Linked DNA regions of Mus musculus: region 1 is linked to region 2. A link is a contact called in public Hi-C data. All regions are on one chromosome and are shown on one strand. Each heading gives the region's core, a stretch centred on a gene start, on an enhancer-like site or on the middle of the called end of the contact. The rest is flanking DNA. Distances are from core to core; before and after follow the strand shown.

Region 1 (4,309 bases), core at 1,122-3,621, 480 kb after region 2:
TTGGCCTTGTCAAGTACTTACACAGCAACAGGAAACAAAACCGACACCAGGCTAGAAAATAAGCTAAGATTACAAATACATATTAAGTGGGGAACAACTTAAAAATGCTAGTTACAAAAAAAGAGAAAAAATGATCTAGAGTGGGTAAAGGTTTAGATTTTGACTTGAACAACTTCAGCCATTAGGTCTCAGAGGCAAATTTGGAGGAAAGAAAGACCAAAGGAGAACCAGAGAGGGTGACAGACACAAACAGGAATGTGTCCTCTCATAACCAGGCAAGGAAGGCTCTCAAGAGGGAAAGAGACATGGCAAGTGACAAAGAGCATACATGGAAGTGTATGAAAATGCCCAGGGTCCTTAAGAGTACAGATGTCTGTGACGTGGTAAAGTCTGAAGCCTGCCCTCTATGAGGAAGAAGTAGGGGAGGGAGAGGGAAGGAGGAGGTGTAGATAGACTTTATAAAAGCTTGGCTAATGGGGAGTATTGAGAGACAAAATTAGATAGAAGATAGGAAGTCAATGCTGGAGGGTTGTGTGCATGTGTGTACATACGTGTTTACATGTGCATGTATGTGACATATGAATTCACATGTATGTGTGTGACATATGTATTCCCAATGTGCACATGTGTGAGGAACCCAATGCTCAACCTTAGGTGTCATTCCTAGAACTTAGGTGCTGAGGTAGAACCCGTCTACCTTGTTTATTGAGACATGGTGTCTAATGCATATGGAACTTACTGTGTAGGCAAGACTGGGTGGCCAGTAAGCCCCAGGGATTTGCCTGTCTCCATCTTCTAGCATTACAATTACAAATGTCTATCATTATGTCTAATGTTTCATATGGGTGCTGGGTTTGAGCCTAGAGCCTCATTAGTGTACTGCAAACACTTAAACTAATGGAGTCATCTCTCATCCTTCAATTGGGTTAACTGAGTTTTCATTTTCTTTATAAGATGAGTGTGTGTGTGTGTGTGTGTGTGTGTGTGTGTGTGTCCTTATTGTGTGAATTCAAAGGAAATGACTAAAACTCATTTCAGCGATTCAGAAGTATTTTTTGGCCAACTACTAGGGCACGCTATAGACTTCTTTGTAGTTTTGAGCAAGAAGTAGGAAAGTAGGGGAGACCAAGCTGAGAAGAGATCCAAGCTTTGTGAAAACAAGTAGACAATTCATAAAACATCCTATCCAAGAAGGCGCAGGCCCAGGCACCTCTGCACAGACATAGACATGCTGCCCCAGAACCCACAGTCACTGGAAGGAAGAAGCGCCCTGGCTGTGTGTGTGTTACGTATCTCAGTCAGTGCTGTGACCAAGTGCCCCACACAAGCAACTGAAAGGGAATGGCTTATCCCGGCTCTTAGTTCTGTCATAGCGGGGAGGCATGGCAGCAAGAACAGGAGAAAACTGGTCACAGTATCGACAGTCAGGCAGAGAGCAGGTAGGAAGGGGGCTGGTTTATAAACCCACAAGGCCACCCCAATGACTTGCTTCCTTTCCCACATCATAGCCCTGAATTCATTTCTTCCTTCAGCAGGTAGAGGGTTGGTTCTTGATAGTGTCAATAAAGAAGGCAGAAGTCAGTTACTGGATGAAAGGAAGAAGGTGGGACTTCCACCTCCCAGGAGGAGGAGGAGGAGGAGGAGGAGGAGGAGGAGGAGGAGGAGGACCATGTAACATCTTAAGTAGCTGTAAATGGCAGCCTTTGCCACCTGCAGATAGGCTGAAATAGGCTAGCTGACAAAGCTAGTACAGGAGATGTTTTTGCCCCACACATCAGATTCCTCCTTGTACTTCAAGTCCCATTCTCCACACAGTATATTAGAGAATCTAGGTCTGGCTCTTCAGGAGGCTGTGCTCCTATACATACTTAGCCAATTTCCACAAGGCACCCTGAGCTTTCTCTCGGGAAATTTTTGACTGAATTCTGGGGACAATGAGGGACCCCACACTTGTGGGGGTGGCTCCAAGCCAACAAGAAGCAAAAGATTCTGCATACAGACTTAGAATAAAGAGCGAGTAAACACTCTCCAGTTGTGGGATATTCATGTATACTTTTACTGGTCTAAGTGAGGGACCAGAGGTCAAAATGTCTCAAGAAACCGTGAAAGATATTTCCATTCTGGAAGAAAACGTGGCGTCTTGGAGGTTTACGAGGGTAAGAGCTACATCACGGCCGGGAGAAAACAAAATGACATACAAGGCTGGCTCTAATAAGAAACAGCGATGCGTTGAGTGAGGGATAAAAATCACTTTAATTTGGTTTCAATTTGCTCTCCTTCCCGACAAATAATTAAGTCTGGTCACGGCCACCTCTGCCCCTGCAGCTGGCAGGAGAAAGGCAGCAGAGCAGCCCCACCCAGCTCATGGTGCTTTCTACCCTGCAGCACCCCAGGAAAGGCTAGCCAGGACAAACTCAACTTGGTGGCTGCGCACCCACCTCCTTCTTATGTCATCTAATTTGGCCACAGGTTCAAGCCAATTAGATCTGAATGTCACTGTTCCCTCCTACCCCCACCCCCCACCAGCCAGAGCTTGTTTTTCTTCCTGGTCAGAGGAGACCAGGCCTGCAGCTTGGCAATTAGGCGGAAGTGGCGCCATGGGAGGAAAGGAACTGTGGGATAATTAGGTCATTCTGAGAATTCGGTCTTCCATCCACAGGCTTAATCAATGCTTCCCTGAAATGCTTTGTACCTTCTGCGCTTACTTAAGGTTTTGTTATTACATGGCACTACCAGTGGGATGACCTTCTAGAGAAATAATCTATATTAATTACAACTTAACTCTACAGTATCACCCGAGGGCCCTTTGTCTGTCTCCTGCAGTCAGAGGTGACATATTCCAGGGACCTTTATCCTTCAAAACCCATTGTGCAAAGATGGGTTTGGAGTTTCATTAAAGTCTCTTTACATATTCAACGGTTGATACACACATGGGGTGTGTATGTGTGTATGTGTGTATGTGTGTTTGTATGTGTGTGTGTTTGTATGTGTGTATCTGTTTGTGTGTGTCTGTATGTGTGTGTTTGTATGTGTGTGTGTATTTATGTGTGTATGTATATGTGTGTTTGTATGTGTGTGTTTCTGTGCATGTTTGTATGTGTTTGTGTGTGTATGTGTGTGTTTGTGTGTATATGTTTGTATGTATCTCTGTGTATATGTGTGTGTGTTTGTGTGCATGTGTTTGTGCGTGTCTGCATCCCATTTTATGTGCACATGTGAGTTAGATCAGGAGGTAGGTATACAGAAGTACTGCTGTAATACCTGGAAAGGACAAGCAAACCTCTGTTTCCAGGTGAGGTGAACAGACTACAATTTGTGCACAAAACAAACAAAAAACAAAAAGTAAAGGCTAGGTAAAAGACATAAGATTTTTAGTCTGGTTGAATAAAACAGTTACAAGACAGACAAACTCAACAAGTGAAGGAACTTGCTTTCAAGTACCACTTGAAAATCGGACATTCTCTCTGTTTATAGTGCCTGAGAAATCATACCGAGCTATACCCGAGTTCAGATGGGTCTACCAAATCACCATGTACAGTTGACTTTTCTTAAATAGGAGACATTACTGCTGCTGACTGAGAGTCAAAACTAGGATCAAGATCATTATTGAGGAGACGGGTGAAATGCCCAAGTGTTATTGAGACTCAGTGTCCACACAGTTTACCTAGCCTTCTTCTGGGGCAATTATTACTTTATTGCATGGCAGAGATTTAACAAGCAGTCAATGTAGATATAAATTTCAGGCCAACCTCCAGAAAGCCTCTCTTTGCTGAAAGGCTGCATTCATAGATGTCTGTGAATTATCTGAGCAACATGTCTCTTCCATTGGTATAGAGAGAAGGTAATGTTAGAATGATGGCTGCAGGAACGGGCCTGGGGTACTCACAAAACATCCTACTGAGTTTGTAGCTATGATGGGAGCAAGCTATAAGAACACTGTCACTGCAGGCCACTGGGTAGGCAGAACTGATTACCATCTAAGCTCTGATTGCCCATTCCCCTCTTCCTCCCCTTGCTCCAGTCTTACAACAGGCAGCGGCGATAGAGTTCTCCCAAGCACAGAGCAGAGGTACTGGTCTTAGTGAGCAAGCGTTGATTGGAGGGGAACCACTGCCAAGCTGTGATACTGTGCTCTATATTTAGACTCAGTGAATCCCCAAAATGGCTGGTGTGGGATGCTCAGAGTCAACACCCATCTTCAGAATCCACCATGCATGCAGGAAGAGAAAGCAAAGCCCATAACTGGGAATATTATAAGAAGAAGCCTTATATATGCTTCTCTAGCTATTTTCTTTTTGTTTTATACATG
Region 2 (4,448 bases), core at 134-2,633:
CAACAGGAACAAACCTTGCATTGCATTTGTCTTGGTCTATTCTATTTCTGCCTCTCTCTCTCTCTCTCTCTCTCTCTCTCTCTCTCTCTCTCTCTCTCTCTTTCAAATTTTAAAGTTAGTGTACAAAGTGATGGTTTTCATTGTGGAGTTTGCATACATGAGTCATTAGACTTTGTTCTTATTCATCTTCCTTTTCCATTGCCTCCCCCTCGCCCAGTCCCTTCTGCTTCTCTCTTCCTGGTATCCTTCCTCGCCCCAAATAGTCCCTCCCCTGCCTACAAGACACATGGATTCCATCACCGAACTCTTCCTTGTCTCATGTGGTCCCTCTCCTCCCACCCCCAACACATGTAAATCTAGATTCCCCATAGGAGAGTAAACGCTGTGCTTAGCTTTCCGAGTCTTATTTCTCTTGACATAATGATCTCTCTTTCCAGCTGTTTTCCTGCAAATACCACGACTTAATTTTCTTGAGGTTTGAAAAAGTCCCATTGTGAATATATAGCATATTTTCTTTATCATTTATCTTCTGATGGACATCTAAGCTGCTACTGCATCTCTTAGCTATTGTGAACAGTGTGAATCCACAAGAAACTCGCATGTGTACATTAACCCAGAGTCCTTCAGACATATTTGCATGAGTGGTCATCGTTTTTATTTAGAAGGGTGGTGGGTAGCCAAGGATAACCTTGAACTTCGGATCCTTCGACCTCCACGTCCTGGGTTCTGGGCTTATAGCCTCCACCACCGTAATGAAGCACTAGGTATGGACCTTTAAGCATATTCAGCATACATGCTATGAACTGAGCTCCATCTCTGCCCACTCTAATGTGGACTGTCTTAATGATTCTGTTGCTTCTTGCATCAGGAACTGATTTAGAACCACACCTTATTGCCTTACAAAGGAGACTCTTCTCAGAAATACACTACTCCTCACTCATTTCCACCCACTTAACCAACAGACTATGCAACACTCTCTTCCAAAAGTGAGCTGACAGGGGACATTTTGCCTTATACTACTATATATGTCTTTCCCTTCTTTGTGATTTCCCATAGCGGATAATTTATCATAAAATGGGAATGTTTACTTTTGGATATGCACCGTCTCTATAATGCAACCTATGGATCTATTTCTAAGGAGATCGCCTCTCCTCATCACACATGGGCAATGCAGGTACATGGCAGTGGCCCTGGCATTCCCGGGCATGGGCTTGGGCACGTTGCCAGCTGCGAGCCTGTGCACACGCTGAGGGTCACCCACTCTGCACCATCCACATTTCATTCCACCCCCTTGTCTCCCATTGAGATGAATCATCTCCTTTATCCTGTGTGTGGCTGTGAAGCAGCCTGCTGGCCTGTTTGCTAGTTAGGTTGATTATGATTTAATTTTATGGATGATGTCACACAATTATCTCCAGATGGAATAATCAGGGTACAGATCTGCCAAGCAGAGTTGGGAGGGAAGTGGGTTCACCCAGCAAACAGCCATTTCTGCACTGGGATTCCTTTTGTTTTGGCTTTATAAATTTGCCAGCACTGGGTGTGCCTTGCAGGGCCTCGGCTGTCTAATTCAAACCAGAAGACTTTCTCTTTCTCTGAATTTTCTTGTCTTTCTATTATCACATAGTATGCAAAAGGAAGACTCATAAATTAGTTTGTGGAGTTAAAGACTTGCGTTTTCAGCTGTGTGGACTCGTGTGTGTATGTGTGCCTGTGTACATGAACATGTGAAGGCAGGAGGTTGATGTCAGAAATAGCCCTCTAATGTTCTTTCACTTTATTTGACTCAGTCAAATCCAGAATTTAAAGAACTGGCTATAAATCTTGCTCTGGGGTGCCCATATGTGTGCAGTACCCATGGAGGCCAGAAGAGGGCATTGGATCTCCTGGAACTAGAATTACAGGCAGTTGTGAGCTATTGGACGAGGGTTCTGGTCCTTTGCAAGATCAGCAAGTTCTGTTAACCATTAAGCCATCTCTCCAGCCCCTCTTTTTGCATTTTAAATCCATGCATTCACACTACGATTCTCTCTAAGCATTGTTTTAATTGCCTTTCATATGTGTTGGAATGCTGCCTTTCAATTTTACTCAAAAGTATTTCCTGTCTCCCTTGTGAATTTTTCCTTCAATCCTTTACCAATTTAGGAATATTAATTTTCACATGATGAAAAAAATTAAATGTTGATTCTAGGATTTGTTTCCAATTTTCTCCATCAATGAGTGAAATTAGAATTCAATAGCTTATATGGTTTGGAACATTTCTAAATTACTGATTCATTTTTATAGGGTTTAACATATGTCCTTTTATGATCTAACATTTGGTCTATACAGAAGAATAATTTTTTATATTTATATTCATTTTAACTTATATATTTAAATCTAAGATATGTCTGTTTTATATAAATATGTGTGTGTGTGTGTGTGTGTGTGTGTGTATACTGTAGAGTTGATAATATTTTATTTTGTACATTTTTCTGGTACCAATCTGTGCTTGTGGATTGGAATGTTGAATATATTTACATTAATGTCCATATTAATATTTATGCCTGGCACTTATTTTCTATTTAGTCTCCAATTTGTTATAATTATTATTTTGTTTTACTAGCTATTCATTTTTGTCTTCTCATCACTTAAATGGATGTTTCCTCCTGTACCATTTTAATTTCATTTCCTTCTATTAATTCTCTTTCACTAATTAGCTTTTATTAGCTTTGTGCTACTTTACTCATAATTGCCTTGAAGATTATAATGGATACCTCACAAAAATTTCATTCAGGGGATGGAGAAATGGCTCTGGGCTTAAGAACATGTACTGTTCTACTAGAGGACCAGAGTTTAGTTTCCAGAACCCATGCTGGGCAGCTCACAAATGTCTGTGTGTGGATGGTTTTATGTTAACTTGACACAGCTAGAATTATTTGAGCAGGGAGAATCACAAGTAAGAAAATGCCTTTATAAGACTGGCCTACCTATAGGCAAGTGTGTGAGGTATTGTCTTAGTTAATTGTCAATGTGAGGGAGCCAATCCCACAGGAGTGGCCTGTTGGGCCTCTTGCTATAAGAAAGAACAAGTCAGAGGGAGGAATGCAGAAAGCAACACTCCTCCATGGTTATGCTTTGGTTCCTGACTCCATATTCCTACCCCAGTTCCTGCCCTGACTTCCTTGGAAAATGAACTACGGCTCTAAGATGAAATAAACCCTTTCCTCCCCAAGTTGCTTTTGGTCATGGTATTTTGCATAGCAGTAGAAACCCTAGTTAAAACAGATTATAGCTCTAACTTCCAACACCCTCTTCTAGCCACTGGGAGGCACCATGCTCACATGCCCAGACTCAAAAACACAGACACTGAGTTTCTGAGTGTCTCCAAACACCACCACATGTCATGAAAGAGAAGCAGGAGCCAGATATTATCTGTATCCAAGAACCAGTTGTTGACATCAGAGAGACTTCGCTATTATTAGTTTAAAATTAGTTCTTTCTATTTCCTTCTGTTAGTTGCTTAGGGCTTCCATGACAGAATACCATAGAGTATATGGATTAAACTGTGGAATTCTATTTTCTCAATATTTGTGAGGTTGAAAGTCTAAGTTGAGACACTGTGTACTTTGGATTCCTCTGAGGTTTTTCTTCTTGGCTGGTAGATGATCTCTGCTGCAGACCAAATGTCTGTGTTTTTACAAAATCCATAGGTTGAAGGCTAGGTCCTCACTGTGATCCTCAGAGGTGGGGCTAAGTGATCTGATGGAGGGACCTCTGGGGAAAGTGTTCTCTAATTGTCCAAGGTGTCTGGCACCAGACAGGTCCAGAGATATGACCTTCAAATGGTGATTAGGTCATAAGGGTAGGGTTCTCCTGAGTACATTAGTTATTGCACACCTTGAGGACATGATATTGACAACATCTCTCCTTTCAATGGTCTAGGGACCCAATGAGAAGATGAACATCTGCAAACCGGAATAAAGGCCTCCCTAGATCCCAAGTTTCCCCATTGCCTTAATCCCATCCCCTAGATCCCTGTTGTTTACCCTACCCCCATCCCCTACAGTTCTGTTAGCACATCCTGAATTGGTCCAGCTTTCACAATACATCATCAGGTGGCCTTTCTTCTTCCCAATCTATTTACAAGAATGCCAGGCAGAGTGGATTGGGGAATCTATCTACCTGAAGCCTTCATTTTAATTAATTACCTCTTTGAAACCTTATCTCCATTGACAGGCACCAGGAGGTGAAAGCTTCCATGGTGAATTTCAGAGGCCACAAGTGTCAAGTATCCATGGTCCTTTCCTGCACTGGAAAATGAAGCATGCAGGGCATGTTGGTGGCCACAGAGGTAACTTGAGGGAACTCATACTATAGCCTTTTCTCCTCTACACATTTCTCCCAGCTTTGTCCTAAACACGTGGCAGAGCTAAGAAATGATCTGGTGTCTCTTCCCACTTTAATAG

The links. Hi-C and Micro-C count contacts between places; a contact is called where the count stands out from the background.
Region 1: a contact with region 2 is called in a Hi-C map of the N1E-115 cell line, with 5 times the contacts expected there. The contact joins two enhancer-like sites.

Annotation. Positions count from the first base shown.
Region 1 is chr9:116,963,435-116,967,743 of GRCm38.p6, forward strand. All of the region lies in intron 3 of Rbms3 (RNA binding motif, single stranded interacting protein), which reads right to left. Among named protein-coding and RNA genes, the nearest start is that of Gm39452, 230 kb to the right of the region's middle. Within about 2 kb of position 2,372, at least 16 of the 459 cell types and tissues checked have an H3K27ac peak or open chromatin away from gene starts, as enhancers often do. A contact at or near this core is called in the N1E-115 cell line, where this site is marked.
Region 2 is chr9:116,488,113-116,492,560 of GRCm38.p6, forward strand. No RefSeq gene overlaps it. Among named protein-coding and RNA genes, the nearest start is that of Gm39449, 35 kb to the right of the region's middle. Within about 2 kb of position 1,384, at least 20 of the 459 cell types and tissues checked have an H3K27ac peak or open chromatin away from gene starts, as enhancers often do. A contact at or near this core is called in the N1E-115 cell line, where this site is marked.